3 separate regions of the Mus musculus genome follow, and all the other regions are linked to region 1. A link is a contact called in public Hi-C data. All regions are on one chromosome and are shown on one strand. Each heading gives the region's core, a stretch centred on a gene start, on an enhancer-like site or on the middle of the called end of the contact. The rest is flanking DNA. Distances are from core to core; before and after follow the strand shown.

Evidence for each region. Hi-C and Micro-C count contacts between places; a contact is called where the count stands out from the background.
Region 2: a Hi-C map of the N1E-115 cell line shows a contact between it and region 1, with 3 times the contacts expected there. The contact joins two enhancer-like sites. A contact is called at or near these places in 6 of 484 Hi-C or Micro-C datasets (B cells, the Ba/F3 cell line, the G1E-ER4 cell line and 3 more) and 1 of 115 datasets of contacts at active chromatin or transcription factors (embryonic stem cells).
Region 3: a contact with region 1 is called in a Hi-C map of embryonic stem cells, with 2.8 times the contacts expected there. The contact joins two enhancer-like sites. A contact is called at or near these places in 6 of 484 Hi-C or Micro-C datasets (the MNK3 cell line, cardiomyocytes and embryonic stem cells) and 4 of 115 datasets of contacts at active chromatin or transcription factors (embryonic stem cells and epiblast stem cells).

Annotation. Positions count from the first base shown.
Region 1 is chr11:20,138,476-20,142,869 of GRCm38.p6, reverse strand. It overlaps the pseudogene Gm12030. Among named protein-coding and RNA genes, the nearest start is that of Actr2, 28 kb to the right of the region's middle. Within about 2 kb of position 2,384, at least 11 of the 459 cell types and tissues checked have an H3K27ac peak or open chromatin away from gene starts, as enhancers often do. A contact at or near this core is called in the N1E-115 cell line and embryonic stem cells, where this site is marked.
Region 2 is chr11:20,443,937-20,448,236 of GRCm38.p6, reverse strand. It overlaps the pseudogene Gm12034. Among named protein-coding and RNA genes, the nearest start is that of Gm39606, 7.0 kb to the left of the region's middle. Within about 2 kb of position 2,141, at least 35 of the 459 cell types and tissues checked have an H3K27ac peak or open chromatin away from gene starts, as enhancers often do. A contact at or near this core is called in the N1E-115 cell line, where this site is marked.
Region 3 is chr11:20,637,555-20,641,908 of GRCm38.p6, reverse strand. All of the region lies in intron 1 of Sertad2 (SERTA domain containing 2), which reads right to left. Among named protein-coding and RNA genes, the nearest start is that of Sertad2, 7.8 kb to the right of the region's middle. Within about 2 kb of position 1,903, at least 166 of the 459 cell types and tissues checked have an H3K27ac peak or open chromatin away from gene starts, as enhancers often do. A contact at or near this core is called in embryonic stem cells, where this site is marked.

The DNA.
Region 1 (4,394 bases), core at 1,135-3,634:
GAGAATGTCCATGACCTAATTCTAGATCACAATCAAACAGGCCTTTGGGGAGGGATGTGTACACACTGCTGAACACTGGTCAGACTCTTTCCAAGGATTCTAACATGATACTGTTTCCTCGGATGACCACCATCCCGATGTTGTGCTGCTGCCCACTGGCTGCCATCTCCACACACTCATCAATCACAGACTCATAACTGGATCAAAGCCCCGAAGCATTCCTTAGATATGTCTGCCATTGTTGTTTAACTTCAACGAAAGCTTCTTGTCCATGAACTTCTTCAGTTTCGGAGGGTGGCCTTGGTACAATAGCAAAGGACTGAGCTTAAAGATGTTATTAAGTCTCTCTCTCTCTCTCTCTCTGTGCTGTTTTGGAGGTCAGAGGGGACCAGATCCCTTGCCACACGTGTGTTCATTCTCATTATTTTATCATCTCACTAACATGTTTTTTCCTGTCTCTACTCACTCTGGTCAGTGTGGAATGTATTACATCCTTATTTTCTAATGTATCATATGTAATTTAAATGTGCTTTCTCCTGATAACTGGGGAAACTGAAATAGAGTACCTTTCCTTGAATTTATGAGCATCTTGGATACCTACCACCCATCCATTCATCTGTCTGTCTGTCTACTTGTTTTTAAGATAGGTTTTTTCTATGTAGCCCTGGATGACCTGGAACTTGGCATGTATACCAGGCTGGCTTCAACATCACAGAGATCTGCATGCACCACCATGCTGGGTCATGTTGGTTTTGACTGACCTGGTCTTTGTGCTTGTCTTGAGCAGGGGATTGGAAGTGCTGTGAGTTCAAAAGTGCAGCAGCCACTCTGTATCCAGATGACAGTATCTGGTGGCACTCCTACCCATCTTCCAGATGGAGAAGGTGTCAGATGCCTCCGATGTCTATATTTATATGCACAGATTAGTGCTGCTCTCAACTGTGGTTGGAGAACCTTCTTTGGCTGTGGACAACAATTAGTGCAGAGACCTCTAACTGGTCAAAGAACTTAACTGAACCTTTGTGTGTTCAGCCCTAAATGGGGTGTCTGTATCCATTCTCCTGAGACCCAGAGAAGACTGCTGAAGGGGAAACAAAAACTCTGCTTAAAATAAATCTTAGCCGGGCATGGTGGTGCACACCTTTAATCCCAGCACTTGGGAGGCAGAGGCAGGCAGATTTCTGAGTTCGAGGCCAGCCTGGTCTACAGAGTGAGTTCCAGGACATCCAGGGCTACACAGAGAAACCCTGTCTCCAAAAACCAAAAAAAAAAAGGCATGGTACAGTGGTAGAGCACTTGTGTAGCATTCTTATGGCCAGGATTTGATATCCAGCACCCAATTTGAATAAAGGAAAATACATCTAAATTGGCTAGAACTTACTGGTACCATAACTTTTTTTTTTGGTTGTTTGTGTGTTATTTGTGGGGGTGTTGTGAGAACTTTCTCCATTGAGACTTAAACATCTACCCCTCCTTGTGAGATACCAAGAATGAACAAAAGCAGGAGTCTAGCAAAGTCCAATGTGGGGAACTTACAGAGCACAGGTTGGGGGTTACTTATAGAAGAACTATTGACTCCAAACAGCCATACCACCAAAACAATCATACCAAACAGCCATACCACCAGAACAATCATACCAAACAGCCATACCACCAGAACAATCCTACCCTAGTAATGATGATGGCTTTCTCATAATCCTTCTGTGAGCTATGTTCATGGGGTCCTGTGCGATGGAGGTATAATTATATACAGATGGCCAGGCGGTGCAGGGCTGTGTGACTGAGACCAAGTGAGGGTCTCATTACCCTCCCTATGCCCCTACTTCTGTGAGAGAATGGCAACAGTCAACAGGCCCAAATGAAGTGTTTCTTATAAGTAATCACGGCTGCTTTGCTGAAGATGATGGCTCAGAGAATAGCACTTCAGCTCATATGTGTGCATATCTGTGTATGCGTGTGTGCACACTCTGTGTTGTGGAAATATATTAAAAAAGAACCGGCATGTTCCCACACTTGTGCCGACAACTCTTTCCCAGCGGCTTTGGCTGGCCGTGCACTGGAGAGCAATGGCTGAACTGTTTTTATCTTGCAGAGACTCTCCGGCCCAGAGTTCCTGAGATGTCTCTACGGAGCTTGCTAAAGTTCCCACTGGCAAGTTGTTACCATATCAGCCCCATGCTTCAAAGCCAAGCCCCCATGGCCTTTGTGGTGCACATCAGGCAAACCCTGATGAATCCTGACGGATCCGCCATTGAAACCAGGAGACACCTTGACCTCGTGCTATGCCTGTCCAAAAGGACTTAACTCTTTCTTGCTTTCTCTCTTCCTCTGTCCAAACTGGAAGTCCCTCCTACTCGCCCTGTGATTGGCTCCTTTATTCATTAGGGGATTGGTTCACAAGAGGTCACCTGAGTATGTCTGACTCATTCCCTGTCTGAAACCCCTCCCAGGAGAGCAGAATTAGCATCAAAATACAAATAGCACCAGGCCCCCATCCACAACAATTTTGCATGCAAATGGTGAAGGTTATCATCAAGATATCTCTTCCAATCTCTACGGTGGCAAACTAGGTTGTATCCCTCCTGTTCCAGTCTCTCTCTCTCTCTCTCTCTCTCTCTCTCTCTCTCTCTCTCTCCATGTTCCTCGGCCCTAGTGAGCAACAGGAACATATAAAAAGCAAAGTTCTTTTTGAAGAAATATTTAATTACACTTATTTATTTGAGTGTATGATGCACATGGGCATGTGCATGCATGCACACCACAGCCCATGTACAGATGTTGGAAGATAGAAGACAACTTCCAGGAGTCAGTCTTCTCTTTCCACTCTTGGGTTCCAGGGATCCGACTCTGACAGTTAGGCTTAGCAGCAACCTCCTCCTCCCTGAGACAAGTTCTCTCTGTGTGGTCCTGGAACTCACTATATAGACCAGGCTGCCCTCAAATTCAAAGACACCCCCTTGCCTTCCTTTAGCCATGAAAGTTCTAGTGATGGGAGTTGGGTCATGAAGCTTTCTGTCAGAACCATTTCTCTGGCCCTTATTTTAGCACGATCTTCAGAGCCTGCCAGGCAATGGCAAACTTCTTTGCTCACTGAGTCATCTTGTCAGACTAAGAGCCTTAGTTCTAGCTGAGTGGTGGTGGCCATGATGTACACCTTTAATCCCAGCATTGGGAGCAGATCTCTGAGTTTGAGGCCAACCTAGTCTATGAAAGGAAATAAAACTTGAGACCTGTGATTCATGTAATTTATGTCAAATAGCCCAAAGAGTTGTTTGTGAGCTTTAAAACCTGGGGCTAAGAACATAGCAGAACAGGCCAGGACATGCCCGGGCAGGCCCGTCATTATGTGTCCTGACTGTCCTGGTACCTCCCTATCTCCCGCCCTTCTGACAGTCTGTTGATGTTTAAATGGACCAATCATGTGAAACCGCGCCAATTCCTCCCCCAGCCCCACCCCTTTTCTATAAAAGTCCCTAGCTTCCAAGCCTCGGGGTCGAAACCACTGTCTCCTGTGTGAGATACGTTTCGAACTGGAGCTCTGCCATTATGGCTCCACCATGTGGTCGACACCTCTGTCTCCTGCGAGAGATACGTGTCGGCCCGGAGCTCCGTCATTAAACTACCTCAAGCTTTTACATCAAGATGGTCGTCTGTTCGTGACTCTTGGGTGCACGCTAAATCGAGAATTGAGTGGGGGTTTCCCCACTAGGTTCTTTCAGTCTACAGAGTGAGTTCCAGTACAGCCAGGGCTACACTGTCTCAGAAACTGAAGCAAAACAACCTAGTTCTGAACAGTACACTCTGTGTGCCACCTTCTTAATAGCTGCTGTGCACTTAAAACCAAGCAGCAGAAGTGCAAGGCAACTGCTGCTCTAACCCCAGGCGCTAAAACGATGCCTGCAGAGTCTCCTGAGGTCTTAACATCTATTTTGCTTTATGTGGCTCCCTCCATTTTTTGTAATGTAATTTATTTGTGAAAAGAACAATAAGATCGGTGAAAATAAGCTCACAGATAAACAAGGGGGTGTGCCCTATCCACCCTGCTTGTTTTAAAAGACCAATCTATTTCCCCATGCATCTGTTGCTTTTCTCATCACTGTGACCAAATACTTGGTAAGGAAGGAAGCCCTGAGAGAATGAAATACTTTCTGAATGTGTGCCTTTGACATGTCCTTGACCCATGAGACAATGGCACACACAATCTAACAGGTGGGTGAGGCTCAAAGAGGCAGGAGAGTCTTCCTCTTGTTCTGGTGAAAATGTTGATAGTCCGGGAAGTGTCCACTAAAGCTTTCTTTTCCCAGGTATTTACAGCCTGAAGACTACTCCCATACAGAGACTGCTCCTACTGAGATCAGCTAAACCTGCCTTCTTCATCCAGGTCTGTGCAATAA
Region 2 (4,300 bases), core at 892-3,391, 310 kb before region 1:
TGGGGAGATGACGGGTGGGGGACACTATTTCAGAATACTTTTGATTGATGAGAACCCAAGTGGGTTCCACTATGAACTGCACCTGAAACACTCCCTATAGGCTCATGCGTTGAATGCGTGGTTTTTAGTTGGTGGTGCTGTCGTGTGAAGTGATAGAAATTTTAGGAGGTGGGGCCTCAGTAGAAGAAGATGTCACAGGAAGATTGCATTCTTTCTGTTGGCTTACTCTGGTTCAGGGTCTCTTCTGTTCTTCTCCTTCCCCAACTGTGTTTTCCTCTTCCTCCTCCTGTCACCATGATGTTCTGTCTTATGACAAGCTAGAATCAGCAAAGCCAAGGACTATGGACTGAACCCTCTGAAACTGTGAGCCAAAATAAATGCTTTCTCCTTCATGGTGTTTGGTTTAGAGTGACAAACTAAAATGAACACAGCAAATTAGCTGGATCATACATACAAACAAAACTTGCCCAAAGGACTTATTCTCCTCATGTGCAGCAGCTGCTGCTCAAGACTCTGAAAGTATTCCCGCACTCACAGTGTACAAGGACCCGTCCTTGACCTGCACCCCCGAGTCTACTCCCTACCCTGCTATCTAGCACCCCGGCTATGTAGGCTACATTTCTCATGGTGGTTAAACTTCAGGGCAGGCTGGCTCTCAGCCCTTGGTCCTAAGTCTCCACTAATTGTACCCCTTTCCCATATAAAACAGCATTTCAGTTCTTATCCAGAAATAATACTGGGTGCCCTTTACAATCCACTTAATAGAAAAAGGGGCAAAGGTGTGTGAGGTCAAAACTATTTCATAAAAAGATGCACTTACTCTCTCCACTCTTGTGTTCCCCTTATGGGAAGAAAGCTAAGTGCTTTGGGAAATGCAGTCGATATTACAGCAGACACAAATGCAGAAGCAAACAGGAGACTCCATCTGTCTTTCATTGAGCTAAACAGTAAAAACAAACAAACAAACAAATAAATGGCAGAAATGTAAAATAGTACCATACTTAACATTTTTTTTTGTTTCACAAACTATATTTTTCTAAATAAACCCACGTGTAGTGGTTTTATTATTATAAGAAGTAACCATCTTCTAGATTCTTAGTTTTCACTCCTAAATTGGTAAATGTTCAGAGGTACAACCCACATAGACAGAAAAATCCTCTTGGAGGTTCTTCTGGGTGATGTTTGAGTATAAGATAGTGGTTCTTAACCATGGGTCGTGACCCCCTGGGGGTCAAACTTTCATAGGAACTGCCTAAGACACAGATATTTACATTATGATTCATAACAGTAGAAAAATTACAGTTATGAAGTAGCAATAAAAACAATTTTATGGTTGGGGTCACCACAACGTGAGGAACTGTATTAAAGGGCCACAGTCTTTTTTTTTTTCTTGTTTTCAGGTTTATTGAAAATATGGCATAACAGATTAAACAGCTCCACGTGTTTTGAAATTCATGCCAACTGTAGGCTGAGTGACCTGAAGGTTAGAGAGACTGCCAAAGTCCAGAAGCTTCAGCATCTCCTTGGTGTCGGGATCCACCTCAATGATCTCCTGATCTAGGGCTGAGACCTCAGGAACGTAATTATCTCTCCTCTCTCTCTCTCCTTCCTGCAACTTAATAGAGATGCCTCTCACAGGACCTCTCTGAATCCGCTTCATCAGATGCGTGACGTATCCGGCTATCTCGTTCCGAAGCTTCTTGCTGGGGATAATGGCGATCTCCTCGCACACGCGCTTGTTGGTGTGGAAGTCATTACCCAGACGCGTGTAGTACTTCTCGATGATGATCCGGGCAGCCTTCTTCACGGTCTTGGTGCGAACGCGGAAAGGGCCACAGTCTTAGGAAGGCTGAGAACACTGGTATAAAGGGTTCCTGAGCAACGTTGTCTCATTTCCTCTGATCTCTACTGGCGAGGAACTCACTCACCTGTGAGAATGAGCTAGCTTCCACAGCTGGAAAAGCCAGCGTCCAGACCACAGCGCCTGCCCTCTGAGGACCTCTGGTTTTGAAGTTCTTGACAGGGCAGGCCTGCACACGAGGTAAGAGATGCCTGTAACTGCTATCTTCCAGCACACACTGAGGGGAGAGGAGGTACAGACATCTCCTCTCCCTCTTCCAGTGGCCGATCTCCAGGACCAGCCCTCATCTGCCCCCTGGTGGCAGGTAGCCCCCATACATGGGATCTCAAAATATATCGCTCTCTCTTTCCCCTGTTTTCTCCTCCCCATCTTTCCCTCTTTCCCCGCGCTGGTGAAAGTCCAGGGCTTTCAGCACACTAGGCAAATCCTCTGTCTCACTGTCACATGCCCCTAGTCTTTTTCCCCTCAAGTAGCTGGATGTTGATCGCACCCAGCCCGATGGCCTCTTCTAGGTGAGGGTGAATGATAATATTTTTCTGCATATTTATCTCTTCGTAGTTAATTACCGATCGTTCCTGGCTCTGAACCTGCCCTTTAGCTGGGTTAGGAGTCTTGCCTTTGACTAGGGCATGTGACAGTGAGACAGAGGGTTTGCCTAGTGTGCTGAAAGCCCTGGGTTCAGTCACCAGAGCAGGGAAAGGGAAAGATGGGGAGGAGAAAACAGGGGAAAGAGAAAGCGATATATTTTGAGATCCCTGTAACCCCCGAGCAGCAGGAGAGCTGTTAAAGCAGCGGCTCCAGCCTGAGGCCACCATAAGATACCACCACAGCTGTCAAAACGACAGCATCTGTCATAATGGTGGCACCTATCAAAGCAGTGTATCTCCTCAGCCTACAGCCTTTGTGAAATACCACCTCTGGAGCTGTCTACAGTGGCAACACCTTCTCTGCAGCCTCCCCAAGGAGGTTAGCAGTGATAGCACCTCAGCCAAATCGGCCTGTGGCCGGGAAGGACTTCCCATCCCCACCCATGAGCCTGATACAGGGAAAAGGGGGTCAAAAGAAAACCGCGGATCCCTGAGCTTTCCACAAAACCCACCAATCCCAAAGCTCAGCACTTGAAATCCAACCAGTTCTCGATCTGGAAATCTCTGCCCTGAAAAGCCCCGCCCCCTAAGAAATCCTGTGGCGAAAACGGTGCCTCCCCCCCCCCCCCCCCCCCGCCCTTCCATTAGGAAAGCCCTGCCCTTTGTTCAATTCCCTGCTGGACTCATCCCTCCATGCCCTGGACCCTGTAAGAAATCTTTTTTTTTTTTTTTTTTAATATGAGATTTGCTGCCTGATGGGACTCTCTCATCAGAAGAGTCCAAGAAGCAACAAAGATGGGAGGAACTGAAGAGGTGGAGCGGGGCTGAGGCTCCTGACTCCGGGCTCCTCAGCTCAGCTGGGGATACCCTCCCCGGACTGCGAGGCCTCTGCTGAGGAGGCCTCCCCTCAGAGCGGGGTGGTTCCTGGACTTCTGTGTTTCAGGGTGCCCTTCGAACTGAGCAAGAACACTTACAATTCCCAATTATATAAGCTGTGTTCTTTTCTTTATGCATATATCCTCAGGACAAAGTTTAATTTACAAATTAACAAGTTAAACACACTGAGTGGTTAGCAACCAGGGCTACTAAGAAAATCGAATGTGTAACAATGTGCTTCCGTGAAAGTAAGGTGTCCCTGGAAAGGGTCATGGTAAACATTTATGTTTGGGGCTCTTTGGTGATCTCCGCTGAGTGAAATGGAGAGCAGAGTATACCTTATGCGGTGCCTCTTGAGTGGGGTCCCGCCACAATCCTACTTCCTGCTAGTGGGCTCCATAGCGAGAACCCTGCTAGTGGGCTCTGACAGACAGAGAACCCTGGACATTGGTTATTTGAAGGATACAATATCTCAGAATTCCTCAGAGTAAGTCTGCTGGTTTACATGGGCTCAACAGAAAACAAGTGGCCCATAAACGGAGTCCTAGAAACTCCAAACAAGAATATCCTTAAACCAATCTCACTGTTGAAATGGGAAGGGAAGTTCAGAGGCAAAGCGAATCCCAGGCACTAGCCTGGGGGCTTTCCTACAAAGCTTACTAGAAGGAATCGCCCCTACCTTACAAGCAAACCCAGCTAAGACCTATGGTTTCCATGGTAACCCTCAAAGCATGACTTCCCTACAGATGTTCTTCCAGTGTCTCCTTTCACCTGTCACTTTCAGGCACAACTTAGACCTGAACTCTAAGCAAAAGCATTAGCTTCCCCTTTCAATCCGTGTTTTTAAGAAACTACAAACTGTCAGGTCCAAAGGAAACTCCGCTTCCCCACATTGTTCTGGCAGTTAGACAAAAGGTAGCATTCCTCGGGAACTGGTGCCCTTCTATGGAACCAAACTGAGCCATTTCCCTTATCA
Region 3 (4,354 bases), core at 654-3,153, 500 kb before region 1:
TTATGGATATTTTGCTTGCATGTATGTCTGTGCACCATATGCCTGCCAGGTGCCCAAGGACACCCAGAAGAGGACCCAGATCCCTTGGAACTAGCATTATGAATGGTTGTAAGCCATCATGTGGGTGCTAGGAACTGAACCCAGGTCCTCTGGGAGAGTAGCCAATGTTCTTAACCTCTGAGCCATCTCTCCATCCATACCCACCCCAATGTACTACTTTTGAAGAAAAAAGGAGCCAAGAGGGAAGAGAAGGCTCCCAAGAGAACACCCGAGATTTCTCATCTGCATCTGGTGCTGCCAGAGGCCTAGGCTCTTGACTTGTAACAGTTTCCCTTGAGTGAGTAGCAGGGGAAAGCATGTTCCTAACTCAATCAACTGTGTGGTAGAATTCAGTCTCAGAGACAGACCGGGAGGGGCAGTAAAAGCCCAATAAGGGAAAATTCCTTCTGGCAAGTGAATATAACCTCCAGCTGAATAGAGACCTATTATCCCAGTTGTGCCTAGCCAATCACCTAGTCCTCGGACCACCTCTAGGAAAGTCAGCTCACACCTTTAATCCTAGCACTGGGCAGGCAGATCTCTATGAGTTCAAGGCCAGCCTGGTCTACATAGGGAGTTCCTAGCTGGCCAGGGTTAACTACATGGTGAGAGCCTGTCTCAAACAGCCAAAAAGATAGGTAGAAGACTCTATTTCTCTTAATGAGATACTGTACTCTTCTTTGTCATTCCTGCCCTCAGCCTAGTCCGTCCTGGCCACCACGAGATCACTGGGTCTGCTGCCATTTCTGAGGCCTAAGTCACAAAGACACTCTTCCTCTTCTCTCCCTCTCCCTCCCTCTCTCTCAGATGCTGGTCAGAAGCTAAGGATGCTCTTGTCTGATACCTGGGCTTCCTCATTCTTCCTAAAGCCTTCCTCCCTGCCTCGTGGCTCCTTGCTCTCCCGAGGAGAGGCGTTGTCCCTTCTCTCCTTTCCCCTCCTGTGGGTAGCTGTCAATGACCCCACCCTGGGGGTTTTCTTTTAACTCTAGCTGAACTCATTCTCACATTCTTTTATTAGTGAGAGTGAGACCCCTCCCAGGGGCAACCCCAGTTGCACTTTGTCAACAGTGGCTAAAGTGGGGCTGGAGAGAAATTGTGCAGAAACAATTTCTGAAATGGAATTTTCTCTGTTCCTTATCCTGCTTTTGAAGTGAGCTTCTGTCCTCGACAGAACACTAGCCTGGCCTTCCCTGCAGTATGGCAGTGAGGAAAAACCCCATCTTGCGTTAATGGGAAACCATACTGGCTTAGATAGCTTTCCACACGTAACACACCACACCCAGAAGAACACAGCACACTAAGAAACCTGCTCATGGCTAAGCTTTTAAAGCCCAACTTCCCCTCAAGGCACAAGAAAGAGACCAGAAAGACTGAACTGCTAAGGAAGTGGTGGTCAGGGATGCTGGCACAATCCTAAGGGAAGCTACAAGAAACAGAGCAGCCTCCCTGTCCTGGGCTGTCGCCAGGCAGGAAGGTACATGATGGGGGCAGGGGTTGGGGGTGGGGGTGGGGGGTGGCATCAGGCAATCTTCAGACACCAGTGGCAGTCCCTGGCCCAGGGGAGCAACAGTCCGACAGGGCGAGAAGCTCTGCCACTTACAAACAGGGAAAGACAACAGCACCCCACCCCTTTCCACCCATGCTAGTGACAGACCGTGAGGCCGTCGGGATCTGGAAGGTCTTATTTTTAAACTAAAGCCTACCCAGGGTTTCAGAGGTCTCTGCAGTAACATCCATGCTAATTGGTAAGTAAGACAAAGCCTCCCTAACAAATCAGCACAGTAATTACAAAGCCACTCTCCAGATCAGGCAGTCCCCGCGCTCACTCTGCCTGCTGTAACCTGACACCCACCGTGGCTCCACTCAGTCAGGCCCTCGGGCCAACCCTGCCCACCCAGCCAGCTGCAAACTCTCTGCCCCTCCAGAGGGCCACCATACCATCGGCCAGGATACCAGGCTCTGTGCTTATGACACAACTTTACCATGTGGGGTTGTTTTCTAATGTCTACAATCAACAAATTTTATCATTCCTCTTAGGATTTTCACTATCAGCTAAATTGGATACAATTTCTAACGCTGGCTTATCAAACATAATCGTTTCACGTGAAAACAAATGGAATTTTAACAGGCGACAACCAATTACACTGAGTAAACAAGAGTCAACTTTTAGAAGTGAATGTTTCTTTAGAATGACGAAAAGAGAGATAAGGAAGAATAAAGTATGTCTTAATTGCAAAAATCTGAAAAGCAAAAATGGCTTTTAAAGCCTGTCAGCAGTGGGATGTGTTTCTAATAGCCACTTGCTGGCTTTCTGTCCCCTGGAAATTTTAGGTTGCAACCCCAATGAATTGAGGATACCAGCCATCTTCTAAGGCTGACGATGGAACTGCTAACAAGTCCTCTATTTCACCCCAGAATTCTGGCTTAAAGCAATGTCTAAACTTACAGTTTCACAGATACAACATGATTTGAGGCCTCAATTTGGCTAGAAAACACACCAGAATGGTCATGTAGATAAAACAAAATCAACAGAATGTTGGTTCCTTTAGAGCTGGGTAATGAGCACTGCACTTTGACTTCTGAGTCTGTCTGGAATTTTCCATAAAAGTTAAACAATACATCACTATATATTAAAAAAAAAAAAGACCAAAAACAAACAAAAAAATTCTGTACACGTAAAAACCAAATGAAATAGGCACAGCAAATTTCTTACATGAGAATTACACTAACTCTATAAGCATGTTTACACAGATGAATGAGTGTTTTATGTAAACAAGCATGCCCAATGCAAATTGGAATCCTATAAACATCGGCAGCACCACATCTACCACAAGGGGGCGCCACAGAGCAGCAAGGCATCTTCCAACTCCATGTCAGTTCCTACCTACAGAGTTCTCAAAGCATTTACATTTCCAAATTCCATCTTCTATTCAGGTGTTCACATGGCAATGCTGAATGCTAGAAGCCTTACCAAGCTCCAACTAAATTATATAATGTTATGGTACAACCTTTTATTGCTTGTATATAAGTAACACCATGGTTAGGATCTCTGGAGGATTACTGAAGAGAGACACAAAACCAAGCACAAATCCAAGTCATGAAATGTGGACTCAGAGGAGGCAACAGTTCAGATCCAGATCTCCAGTGGGATTCTGAGATTGACTTCTAACCACACAGCCAACCTTCCACATTTACAACCAAAAAGTTTACTAGTATAGTCACTTTCAATAATCCTATTGCATCTTAATAACAGTAAATTACTTCCACACTGAACAATACTTCAGGCAATTATTGGAGGAAATCCTTCATCAGGAACACGGAGGAGAAGCCATTTAATTGTAAAATGTAACACAGTTTTAACCTCAGGGATATACTGAAGCAAGTTACTTTGAGACAGTTGGGATTCTCTCTGGTCAGATTACTAGCTCAGGTTATATGATGCCTGGTCAGTAATAATGCTTCTAACACATGAACTAGTTGCCTTTTTTTCCGTTTGAAAGCCAGTAATTAGAAACATATATATTATAATTATCTGCATTATGATGCTGCTTTATAATCATTTGGTGTCCAGGGTACATCTTCAGCATCCTGAGTCTAAAGTCTCATTAGCATTAAGGAATCTTCAGCTTTGACTTTCCCCAGAGGATTTCCTGCCAGGGAACCTCATCCAGCTTTGCACCTCCCCATTCCCGGGCATAATGAAAATATTTTTTCTCCTGTATTTATAATTGCTTAGATGGGATTCTAGTTTCAATCCTCTTGTAGCATCTTTTCCCCAAAGATACCTTGTTTTTCCCTCACATAAGTGATCCTTAATAAACAATGTCAAGGGAAAATAAAAGACTTAAGTAGAAACCAAAGGATTTGTCAAAAAGCATGTGTGAGTTTTTCTTTCGCTTAAAAAGGTGACCAGGTAAATAACACAGCCATACCAACACAGTAACTTTAAGGCCAATTCAGTGAAAAATCAAACTCCACTTTAGTTCAAACATTTAGTTAAAGGTGGCTTTCCATGTTAGCTAACTAGTTTATCTATAAATTAAACTGAAGAATAGAACCTAAGGATACAACTTCAAGAGATATTTTATGGGAGTGTTTCTTAAGAGTTAAAACATTAAGCTAGGAGAATGGAAGAATAGATGGTGAATCTGAGGCCCATATAAGTAACCTACATATTCAGAATATTTATTGTAATTGCCTTTATAAATTAGGTAGACAGGGGCTAGAGAGATGGCTCTGTGGTTAAGAACACTGGTTGCTCTTCCAAAGGATCTGAGTTTGATTCTCAGCATCCATATAGTGGCTCACAACCATC